Regions from separate parts of the Mus musculus genome. Here all the other regions are linked to region 3. A link is a contact called in public Hi-C and HiChIP or PLAC-seq data. All regions are on one chromosome and are shown on one strand. Each heading gives the region's core, a stretch centred on a gene start, on an enhancer-like site or on the middle of the called end of the contact. The rest is flanking DNA. Distances are from core to core; before and after follow the strand shown.

What was found. Hi-C and Micro-C count contacts between places; a contact is called where the count stands out from the background. HiChIP or PLAC-seq counts read pairs in DNA pulled down with a chosen protein or histone mark.
Region 1: a Hi-C map of forebrain shows a contact between it and region 3, with 2.1 times the contacts expected there. The contact joins two enhancer-like sites. A contact is called at or near these places in 1 of 15 datasets of contacts at CTCF or cohesin (the NIH/3T3 cell line) and 4 of 484 Hi-C or Micro-C datasets (the 3T3-L1 cell line, the C10 cell line, forebrain and 1 more).
Region 2: an H3K4me3 HiChIP or PLAC-seq map of embryonic limb bud shows a contact between it and region 3, with 3 times the contacts expected there. The contact joins the promoter of Aff3 here to the enhancer-like site in region 3. A contact is called at or near these places in 1 of 484 Hi-C or Micro-C datasets (uterus), 4 of 115 datasets of contacts at active chromatin or transcription factors (craniofacial prominence, embryonic limb bud, embryonic stem cells and 1 more) and 2 of 9 other capture datasets (adipose tissue and liver).

Annotation. Positions count from the first base shown.
Region 1 is chr1:38,417,454-38,420,854 of GRCm38.p6, reverse strand. The region is part of intron 4 of Aff3 (AF4/FMR2 family, member 3); the gene reads left to right. Among named protein-coding and RNA genes, the nearest start is that of Gm16150, 200 kb to the right of the region's middle. Within about 2 kb of position 2,019, at least 18 of the 459 cell types and tissues checked have an H3K27ac peak or open chromatin away from gene starts, as enhancers often do. A contact at or near this core is called in forebrain, where this site is marked.
Region 2 is chr1:38,625,718-38,628,917 of GRCm38.p6, reverse strand. It overlaps Aff3 (AF4/FMR2 family, member 3), which reads left to right and starts at 1,674. Exons shown (of 22, transcript NM_001290814.1): 1 at 1,674-1,829. The coding sequence starts at 1,777.
Region 3 is chr1:38,510,875-38,514,133 of GRCm38.p6, reverse strand. All of the region lies in intron 4 of Aff3 (AF4/FMR2 family, member 3), which reads left to right. Among named protein-coding and RNA genes, the nearest start is that of Aff3, 110 kb to the left of the region's middle. Within about 2 kb of position 1,808, at least 40 of the 459 cell types and tissues checked have an H3K27ac peak or open chromatin away from gene starts, as enhancers often do. A contact at or near this core is called in craniofacial prominence, embryonic limb bud and forebrain, where this site is marked.

The sequences.
Region 1 (3,401 bases), core at 770-3,269, 93 kb after region 3:
CATTTATTTAGACTGAATGATCAGTTTAACAGATTTTCCCATTGAGAAAATAAATACTCACTTGAGCCATCTTGAAACCTTCGTACCTATGCAGATAGTTCAATGAGGTGAAAAGATGTGTCTGTGTGGGATTTTTCGAGGAAAATAATGCAAACATTTAAAAGTAGAAAGTAGCTTCTTCCCCCCCCCCCCCCCACACACTTTGATGGGATTTGCTCTGTCTCCCAGGACTTCAGACCTCTTCCCTCGGGAGACCCTTCTGCATCAGATGCGCCAATATCCAGGACTACAGGCACATACCTGAGCCCAACGGGTTTTGTTTATTTCTAGTTGCCATCCTAAAGTCAGGTGGCGATGGTTCACTGGCGCCCTTTGTCAGCAACAGCTTAGTTTGCATGTGTGTATTTTTCCATACTGCTAGCATTACCTGAATGTGCTATCTCCAGAACACTTTGAGAACTGTTAACAGAGCTAAAACATGCCTGTATATGATCCGATACCCAAGGAAGCAGAAGCTCATGGTATCGATAAGTGGGCTCCTTATAGTGGTGACTGGAATGTCAAGATACACCAGTGGTCTCAGGGATGGCATCAATGTTATGGGAGTAACCAACTACTTTCTAGTTGGACTTAAGGCACAGTGTACATGAAAACGCAGACCTGGAACCTACTGGCAGTGTTTGTCTAAATAGACATAGTAAGTCTGTGTCTGTGGACCCATATAGGTCCATAATGATGGAATATGCTCAATGTACAATATGATTTACAGAAAGAGGCCTCATGGAATGCAGTATATATAAAAAATACATACAACGCTAAAGGGTTATAAATCACTACTAAATATTAACCCAGTTGCAAAAATCAGTCTGAACTTCTAGGTTTATGACTGACTACAGAGGAAGAATGGGGCTTTGTTTTCAATTTTTAAAATAGATTTTCTTATACAATATATCCTGATTACTATTTCCCCTCCCCCAGCCTTTTTTACGTCTCTACCACCCAAATCCACAACTTTTCTTCTCTCTCATAATAATAACAATAACAACAATAACAAAATAGGTATTGTCTTTTTATTTAGTGGCAGATGGATATTCCTTTCTGTAAATATACATTTATATATATCCATTCATTGATGGGCATCTAAGCCATATCCAATGTCTGGCAGCTATGAATAGAGGAGTTGAACATGGTTGAGCCGGTGCCTCTGTGATAGGATGAAGAATCCTTGGGCCCAAGAGTAGCTGAATCTTGAGAGGAATCTTTCATGTTCCTGAGAAACCACCACACTGCATTCCACAATGGTTATCCAAGCCTACGTGCTCCTCAGCAGTGGAGGAGTGCTCCCTTGTCCCACATCCTCACCAGCAGGAACTGTCACTTGTTTTATTGATCTTGGCCATTCTGACTGTCATGAGATGAAATCTCAAAGTCGTTTTTGATCTACATTCCCTTGATGAGTAAGGCCGTTGAACAATTCTTTTAAGTGCTTCTGAGCCATGTGTGATTCCTCTTTTGAGAACTCTGTTTCTGATCTAGTTTTCTGCAGTAATATCGGGAGGTGTTCCCACCATTGGCCGTTAGCTTTCTGAACTCTGTAACTCTTGGTGTGTCCTCTGTCTCTGGGAGTTTTCTTTGACCACTACTCAGTTCTTTGAAGTTAAACGAAAAGCCGTTCTTCCTGATTTCTTTCTTGTCAGGGAGCTAGCTCTAACCTGAGATACTCAGTGTTTTTAACCTTGAAAAGGCTTTTAGACTTTTATTGACCTTGAAAAACACAAATCTGTTTTCACCACCATCTGAACACTGATCACTGACATGTATAATTATGGTTGAAGGCATAGATGTGGTCCGTGAATTGTGTTTACACAGTTGGCCCTGCCCCCTGCCATACACATGACCTTGAGGAAGACGCTCATGTACAAAGTGTGTGTAATAACAGGGCATGCTTTAGGAAAGTGATTACTGATGGATGCAAAGCCGTTAGCACTGTGCCTGCAAAATTAGCCTCTCTACTGGGATTAGCAGCTACAACTGAAGCTGTAATCAGTCTCCTACGTCAGAGGTCCAACAAGACACACTCAACTGTCCTATCTGCCACCTGCACTGCCTGTCTTCTGGAACAGCTGACTCCCTCTCCCATACCACATCATCCCCTACTTGAGAAAAGGTGGAACTGTTATTGTATTCAAGTATAATTCAAAAAAGCATAAACACCAGGGAATTCAATGTAGGAGGGGAGTGCTCAAATGGAAAGCAAGCATGCTTTAGGAACCATTAGGTTGAAGTAGGAACTACAAGCCGGGGAATTTTTTTTTAACCTGCTGTAGGGCCATATGGTTGCAGAATGTGTTGATGCTGCTTCTAAGATCCTTGAGTATTTTAAACTTGACATGTTATTTTTTTAATGATTTCAAACATCATTTCTCTCAGAGCCTTTCCCTGCATTGTGGTAATACCAAGCAGATGGCCCGGCAGCGTTTACATTAGCATTTTCCAATACTGCCATGTTATTTGCAATATTTCTTTTCAGAAACCTATGATTTGTTCTCTACCTTTTCAGAATGGCTGCGACGGAATCATGAACAGGGTCTTGGGACTCCTAGGAGCAGGGGCTGCGTACTGTGGAGCGTTCCGGGTTTTATGGAGTTTTGTTTTGGGCTTTGTGCCTATTGTCATGGGTGGGAGCTCTCATTTTACTGCTTCCATGAGGGAACCGTCCTCCTCTGTCTTTCTGACAAGAGACACATCAGTGCTGAGAGGAACCGTGGCTGTCCCTGCACTCTGCACCTTCTTACATTTGTACAGGCACATTTTCTAGAGTAGCCATGTTTACTTATTTATTGCCTGGCCACTGCACAGAGCGTCTGTTCCGTGAAAGGTAGACCCTGGTTTGTTCAACCCTGAAGCTCCTCCACCAGCCAACACAGCACCGGTGCAGTGTGAGTCCTTGGGCACAGGAATTAGAAATAATAGCCAGATCTCTAGGAACTAGGGTTTTACAAGCCAGCTAGTTCTCTGATCATAGCTACTTTCTCCCCTTTTTTGACTTTTATCTCATTCTGGTATGTTTTTAAGGGGACTTTGCTGCCAGCTTTCTTCCAATTGTCTTACTTCTGTAGTGCTGTTTTGTCTTATTTTGGTGGTGGTTCTTAAAAAAAAAAAAAAAAAAGCCAACAGTGTATTATTAAATCGTCAGCCTCTTGGGGCACCTTTTTCCTCATTGTGGGCACAGTGGATTAGTGCCAACATAAAGGCATTTTCTTGCTTAACAGATTGGGAGCAGGAAGCGGGACCGGCTGTATTGATCAGCACTGACTCCTTTTAAAGGCCCGTCCTAATGAAACTCAGCCCACCGGTGTCCCTATTAAGATGCTTTGGTTTCGTTCTTCTAAATGAGAAGC
Region 2 (3,200 bases), core at 425-2,924, 110 kb before region 3:
GAAAAGGATGGGGGCCCGAGAGCTTTGCAGTTCTGTTTCCGAGAGCATAGAACTCTAGTTGGCTTTTTGGCAGTTTATCTACCTGCGCCCACGACTTCGTTAGTTCTCCTTCAGAGGTGGGTGAAATAAAAAAAGGGGTTGCTCCTAGGATTTCTACCAAAGGGGCTAAATTTTTGGCGGCCTCACATGGTGGCTCTTCTTGTCTAGAAAAGGAACAAAGGCCGATACACTGCAAAGGCCTCCCTTAGGGCATGCGGGGTTTGGTGTAAGTGGTGAGCTTTGCTCGGTGCTGCTCTCTCCAGGAATCCTGGGGAATCCTGAACAGGGCTCCAGGAACTGGGGCCAAGAGCATGGGAGAGGGGAACCCCATGCACCACCCCCGGGGCCAGCATGGGATCCTCAATTTTGAGGGCAGAAGCCCAGAGATGGAAGGATAGACCAGCTCTACGCCTCCAGTCCCCACTCTCAGAGTGTATATAATAATGAGCGAGGGGGGAGCAGTCTCTCAAACCAAGGGAGTAATAATAGCAAGGGTTTTATTTTTTTTACAAGCCACAGTGGTACTCTATCATCTTTCCAGCTGACAATCTGCCACTCTCTAGACAGGAGAGGAGGCGGCGGGAAGTTTGTAGTGGAAACCCAGAGAGGCCTTTCCAGTATGAAATAAAAAGAAAGGAGACTGGTTTCCAGGGACTGGGCAGCTGAGGGCTAGTGGGATACCCCTCGTCCTCCCAGCCCCCAGGCTAAACTGCAGCTGAAAGCAGGTCTTGGAAGACGCTTCCTTCCCGCCTCCTCTTTATTTCACTTAAGTTACTGGCTCCAGATATTTGAAACGATTTGTTTTCAGCGCTGCCGTGGGCTGCACTGTTAACTCTCACCGCGCCTGGGGCGCCCAGGGCTTTTCCTTCCTAGCGCCCACCCCAGATCTTCAAGAGTGCACACCTCCAGCCGCAGCGCCCTGCGGGTTCCCCTTAATTTGCGGAGGACCAGAAAGTCCCAGCTGGACACGGGGCGAGGGCGAGAGGCAGGGGTCTGCTTTGCTGCAGGCCGGCCTCGGCTCGGCACGGCATCCCCCTGCCCTCGGCGCCGCTGCGCCGCTCCCTTTGGCTCAGAGGACGTCCCCCGCAACCCTCGGGGCCACTGAGGGTCTGGAGAGATGGAGGGGCGCGGGTGAGGAGGGCGAGCCGGCAGTCCGGCCCGAGAAAGGGCGCGGGACCCCGAGCAGCCGCACGGGGAGAGCGGGGAGCGCGGGGAGCGCAGGGGCGCGCGGGGCGGGCGCGGCGCGGGGCTCAGGACGCGCGCGCGCGCCTCGGCCTCGCCCGCGCACACGCGCCTCCCGGAGGAGAAAGAGGCGGGCGGGCGAGCGGGCGGGCGCAGAGCACCGCGCCGGCGGCTGCAGCGGGCCGGGCCGCCGCGAGGGAGGGGCGGAGGGGCGGGCGCAGGCCGGGAGGGGGCGGCGGCGCGGCGAGAGAGCGAGCTCGCGGCTCTCGGCGAGTGTGGCTGCGCGCGAGCCGGCGAGCGGGTGAGTGCGCCGGGCGGGCCCGGGAAGCAGGGGCCGCGGGGGTGCCGGGCACTGAGAGCCGGGGGAGGGTGACTGGCGGGCAGGCGGGCAGGCGGGCGGCGGCGGCTCGGGCGCGGCCGGGATGCACCTTAGCGGGCGCCTCTCGTTGCAGCGCGCGGGCGGCCCGAGGCTCGGCAGCGGCGGCGGCGGACACGGCGGCGGCGGACACAGCGGCGGCGGCGGACACGGCGGCGGCGGCGCTGACACCTCCCACCATGGACAGCTTCGACTTAGCCCTGCTCCAGGAATGGGACCTCGAGTCGCTGTGGTGAGTCCCGGTGCTGGCCGCTGGGGAGCCGCGCTGGCCCCGCCTGCCCTCACCTGGGCCGGGACTCCGGGTGCCCGGCCGCCGTGGGGGTGGGGTGGCTCGGGGACACCCGCCTCGCTGGCCGGCTCCTTCCAGCCTTGGCGGGCTGGATGCTCGGCCGCCTCCCCGTGAATTCGTCGGTCTCCGGTTCCGTTCTCTCCCCTCGGTGCTTGCCTGCGCTAGCTCAGGGGGCCGGGGTCTGGCTGCCACTGGAGGAGCGCAGCGGTGGAGGGGAAGAGAACCGATTTTTAGAACGTGTCACTGATGCCTGAGAGCCCACCCCTCATCTCGCAGCCCCTCTCAGCTCCCTTCCTTCGGATTGTGCTCCCCTCCAGCTCCCGGAGAGCCTCAGGCTCACCACCCCTGTGACCCCCTAGAGTTGGTACCTCTACGAAGTGCCCGGAGAGGATGCTCTCTAGCCTTGCGCCCTGCCTGCTCCCTGCTTGGCGTTTGCATCCTTCCTCTGTCCTACCTCACTCCCACTGGAGATGGAAAAGTGAGCACCCTAGGCAGGAGGCCAGTGTGTCTTGGTGCCCGAATTCCGGAGGCCTTGGCCCAGGGAGACTCATTTCCCGGAGGTTCTCGGTTCCTTTGCACCCTTTCTTCACACATGCCCATGGCTGAACTCCTCACTCTTTTTGTCAAGCTCAAAGCTGGCAGCCTGGAATGCACTTGGGGTTCCAGTTCTCGCTAATCTCGCATTAGGGAGAGCTGCTATAGGTAAATCACAGGTAGATGCAATTTAATTCTAGTTGCGGTTGTCTGAAAAATCCCATTGGCTGCTTCAGCATCCCTCACATTGCCCCCACCCCTTAAATGTTTCCAACCAGCCCTATTCAGGTGGTAAAATTACTGCTTGTATATTCCTGGAGGAACTTGTGTTATGTTTAATATTTACGGGGATGAACATCTGCTGGAACAAGCATATTAACTGCTTTCTGTTCTGCCTCTGGTAATCGCTGATTGTAGAGCTGAGCAGTTCCCTTTTTAATTCAGTAAAGAGTTCACATGTGTCAAAAACTGCAAGTGGTGTGCACATGAATATGCGATGCACAATTTTAAAGCTAAACTGCTTTATGATTTATGACACATACCTCGATGGCATGTGGGCATGTGAATCTCCATAGTGACTTAGGCTCAAAGTGACTTTATTTTCTTAAAGACAGGTGTAACAAAATAAACTAGACACAGAGCTCACGAATTATCGGGCAGTTTCTTATAGAAGATCCGACGGTGACTACAGCTTGCTCTGCATAATGCTAGCACCTATAAAACACACAAGGATGGGCTCCAATGTAATAAAACTTGTATATATTACACTGGCAACTTCAA
Region 3 (3,259 bases), core at 559-3,058:
TTTTAATTCTAAAACTCTGTGGTGTTTAAGCATAAAGATCACAACCGTGGGCCTTCCCTCTCCAAAGCCTCTCATAACACATGATGAGGCATGTCATACATGCTTAGGTATTGGAGGTCTTAGGAGATCGTAGGCCATCTTGAGCAGGCTTGATCGTGCATTTTCATGTCAGGGTTACCTTACTTACATCTCTGGATGTCTGTTTTGTATGTAAAACAGCATCACAGGTCATTGTTTAGAATGCATTTAGAACTACATTATATTGGAATATACATGTTTTAATCTATTTTCTTGTTGTAAACCATAGTAGTGGTCATTCAGTACTCTATCTATCTATCTATCTATCTATATATCATTGACCACTTTGGAGAGGAAAATCGATTTCAAGTGTTAGATAGGACATAGTCTAAGTAAGATATAATGCTAGTAGTCTAAACTCCAACCTTCCACCAACCAGTACAGTCCTTTAGAAAGAATAGACTGTGGCCCAGTGCCCGCTGCTGCCCAGTGCCCTGAGGCTTCTCGAGCAGGGCAGGAAGAAGCTCTGTGAAGCAGAGGCTGAAGGATACGTCTGAGAGCTGAGGGCTGGCAATCAAATCAGGAAACCTAGCGCACCCCTTAGCTTCTTTTCATTTTTCCAATTTCATTAGAGAACAGTTTGCATATTTAAAAAAAAAAGACAAGTGATCCTAGCGGAAGAACATGAAGAATATTTCTATAGTGAAGGTACCTGTGAATCCATCACCCAGATTAAGCGCTGTGTATGACTGCTTGGAGCCGCCCTCCGGAGACCTTCCTGCTGGGGAACACTCCTGGCCAAGTGACTTCTAAAAGCAAAGTTATTTTTGCCCATTTTTGTTCTACTTTGTATGAATAGTTGTTTGGCTTAGTTGTTGTGAGCGTCATCCTCGTTGTATGAAATCAGAGGTTTTTCTTTCTCACGGCGGCAGGGCTTTCCATCAACCCACCCTTATCCATCAGTTTTTACCGTTTCATTAATTTTATTTCTTTGATTTAACTTCACACCAATTTACCTCTGCAGAGGTCAGGTGTCAGTCCTTTTATTGCGTGTGCCATGCAGCCATTTAACACATGGATAAATGAGGCAGCAATAAATTTAGCAAATTTTATGAGTGAGAGAAACACGTAGCACATTTTCATTATTTGAGAGAGGTCGCGTTTGTGGCTGTCCACCGCGACTCTAAATATGGAAGGGGAGAGTGCATTTGGTAGGATGCCAAGACAAATGTAGTTGCAAGATGATGACAGAAATGCGTTGAATTCAGGTTTGGACTTTGCCTTGCACGCTGCTGTCGATTGGGTGATATTTTTAAGGTTGCATTCTCCAGCACAAAAGGTAAATGTGCTTGGGCTGCCTGGGATAAATTTTCTAGTATGTAAATACCCCACATCTGTGCATTTGTTTTGCTGTGGACATAACCAGCAAGAGTTTAGTGATGAAATCTGTTCTTAATTACGAGAGCAGCTGTTAGAGTGGTAGCCATTTCCCCTTCTCCTGATGGGAAGTTGCTTGATTTACTCGATTCTGCCTGCATTTTTCTAGCTTGCTAGTGCAGAAAGGGGCCTTTTTGTGAGAGGTTGCAATTTGTTTTTCTGTCGGAGAGCCAGTGCAAATGGACTAGATCTACACAGCAGGGTAGTTTTATCTATTCTCCTCACACCCTGCAAGCTGTCCTACCTCTGCGCATCACCAGAGACCTATAAAATCACCCAACAAATGAGGGAGCTGTTAAGTGTTCTGGCAAGACACTCAGGCAGCCAGCAGCTCTGTGGGTTAACTAGATCCTTCTGATGGACGGGGGCTTGCTGGGGTGGGCAGAGTGGGATGGAGTAGACGGAACACAGATGGTATTAATGTACGTTTTGTTTTTAGGTTTGTGGATTGATTAATATGCCTCTTTCTGTTCAGTTGTTTTTACAGCCATAGAAGCATAGCATATTTATGGTCATGTAATTTGCCCAAACAAAGCGAAATATATTCAAATAATCCTGCAGGCTGGTTCAAATGCAACCTTAATGGCTAGCCCAGGCTTCCATGAGAGGAGACTATCTATATTTCCTATAGATATTTCATAGCATATAAAATAAAGATCTTACATGAAACTAGAAATGGAATCTGAGCGATGATGGTCTCCTTTTGTATTAACATTTTCTACTCCAGATTGAATTCAAAAGCCTTGGCGATTCCTTTTTTTTCTTTTTTTTTTTTTTTAATGGAGAAATCAATAGACTGTTCTGTTGAAAGTGATTGTTTCTCATATTTCAACTCTGGAGACACGGTGCATTCGCTCGCTCTCTGCCATCTCTGTTCCTACCCTGGCTGCTTCCCGCAGCTTGCTGTTCTGAAATTAAGAGATGCTGCTGATGCTGGTACATAAAACTAAAGAGCAAGAGACCAAGGCAAAGATGCAAAACAAAGCGGCTCCTTGGGAGGGAAACATTCCATACAGCGTTTCATTTTGCAGAAAGAAGAAGCAGCCCTCTTTCTCCCACTTGAAAGCAGTATCTGCTCGGCCTGTAGAAGTGGGTTTATTTCAAACTGAGTGAAGTAAGAGCTAATGTCATTCAGATTAATTTAGATGCTCTCCCAACACTCTGAAGAGGCAAGTTAGTTAGTGCCCTGGAACAGCACAGCCCTCTGAAATCCAAGTCCCTGGGAGCGTTCTTCCCTTTCTTACTTTAAATCCAGACCACTTATTTATCCAAGTTGGTTATTCTCCTAAAAAGCTGGTGTGTGCAAAGAATTCAAGGAAAAGAAACGTTTTCCCACCTGAGCTTCCTGAATGCTCACACACTATGCCTCTGGCACTTTGAAGTCAGAAGGGAGCAGGGGGCAGGGCCTGGGGCTCTGAAGCTGTCTCGTGAGGTGATGAATAACTCCAGGCCTTTGAAGGTCAAGTCTCTGCTTGGTTAGCAGGGGTGTTGTTGAGTATTTGATGCTGTTCCAGGACATATTTATAATAATAATAGTGATCATAATAACAGACATTAATAATTCCCCTGTGATCGGCAAGTGAATCATATCATCGTACTGGAAGGGAGAAGCAGAGATGATCAAGATATATATATATGGGAATCATCTTTCATATAAATAATTGAAAAGCCACAAACCATCCAGCGGCGAATGAGACAGACAAGACAGATGTATACAGTAGGCTGCAGCCTGCCTTGTCTCTGCCATTGGGGTGGTGATGGTTTAGGGTTGGATGAAGCTGACCCCTTCACAGAGAACCAAATG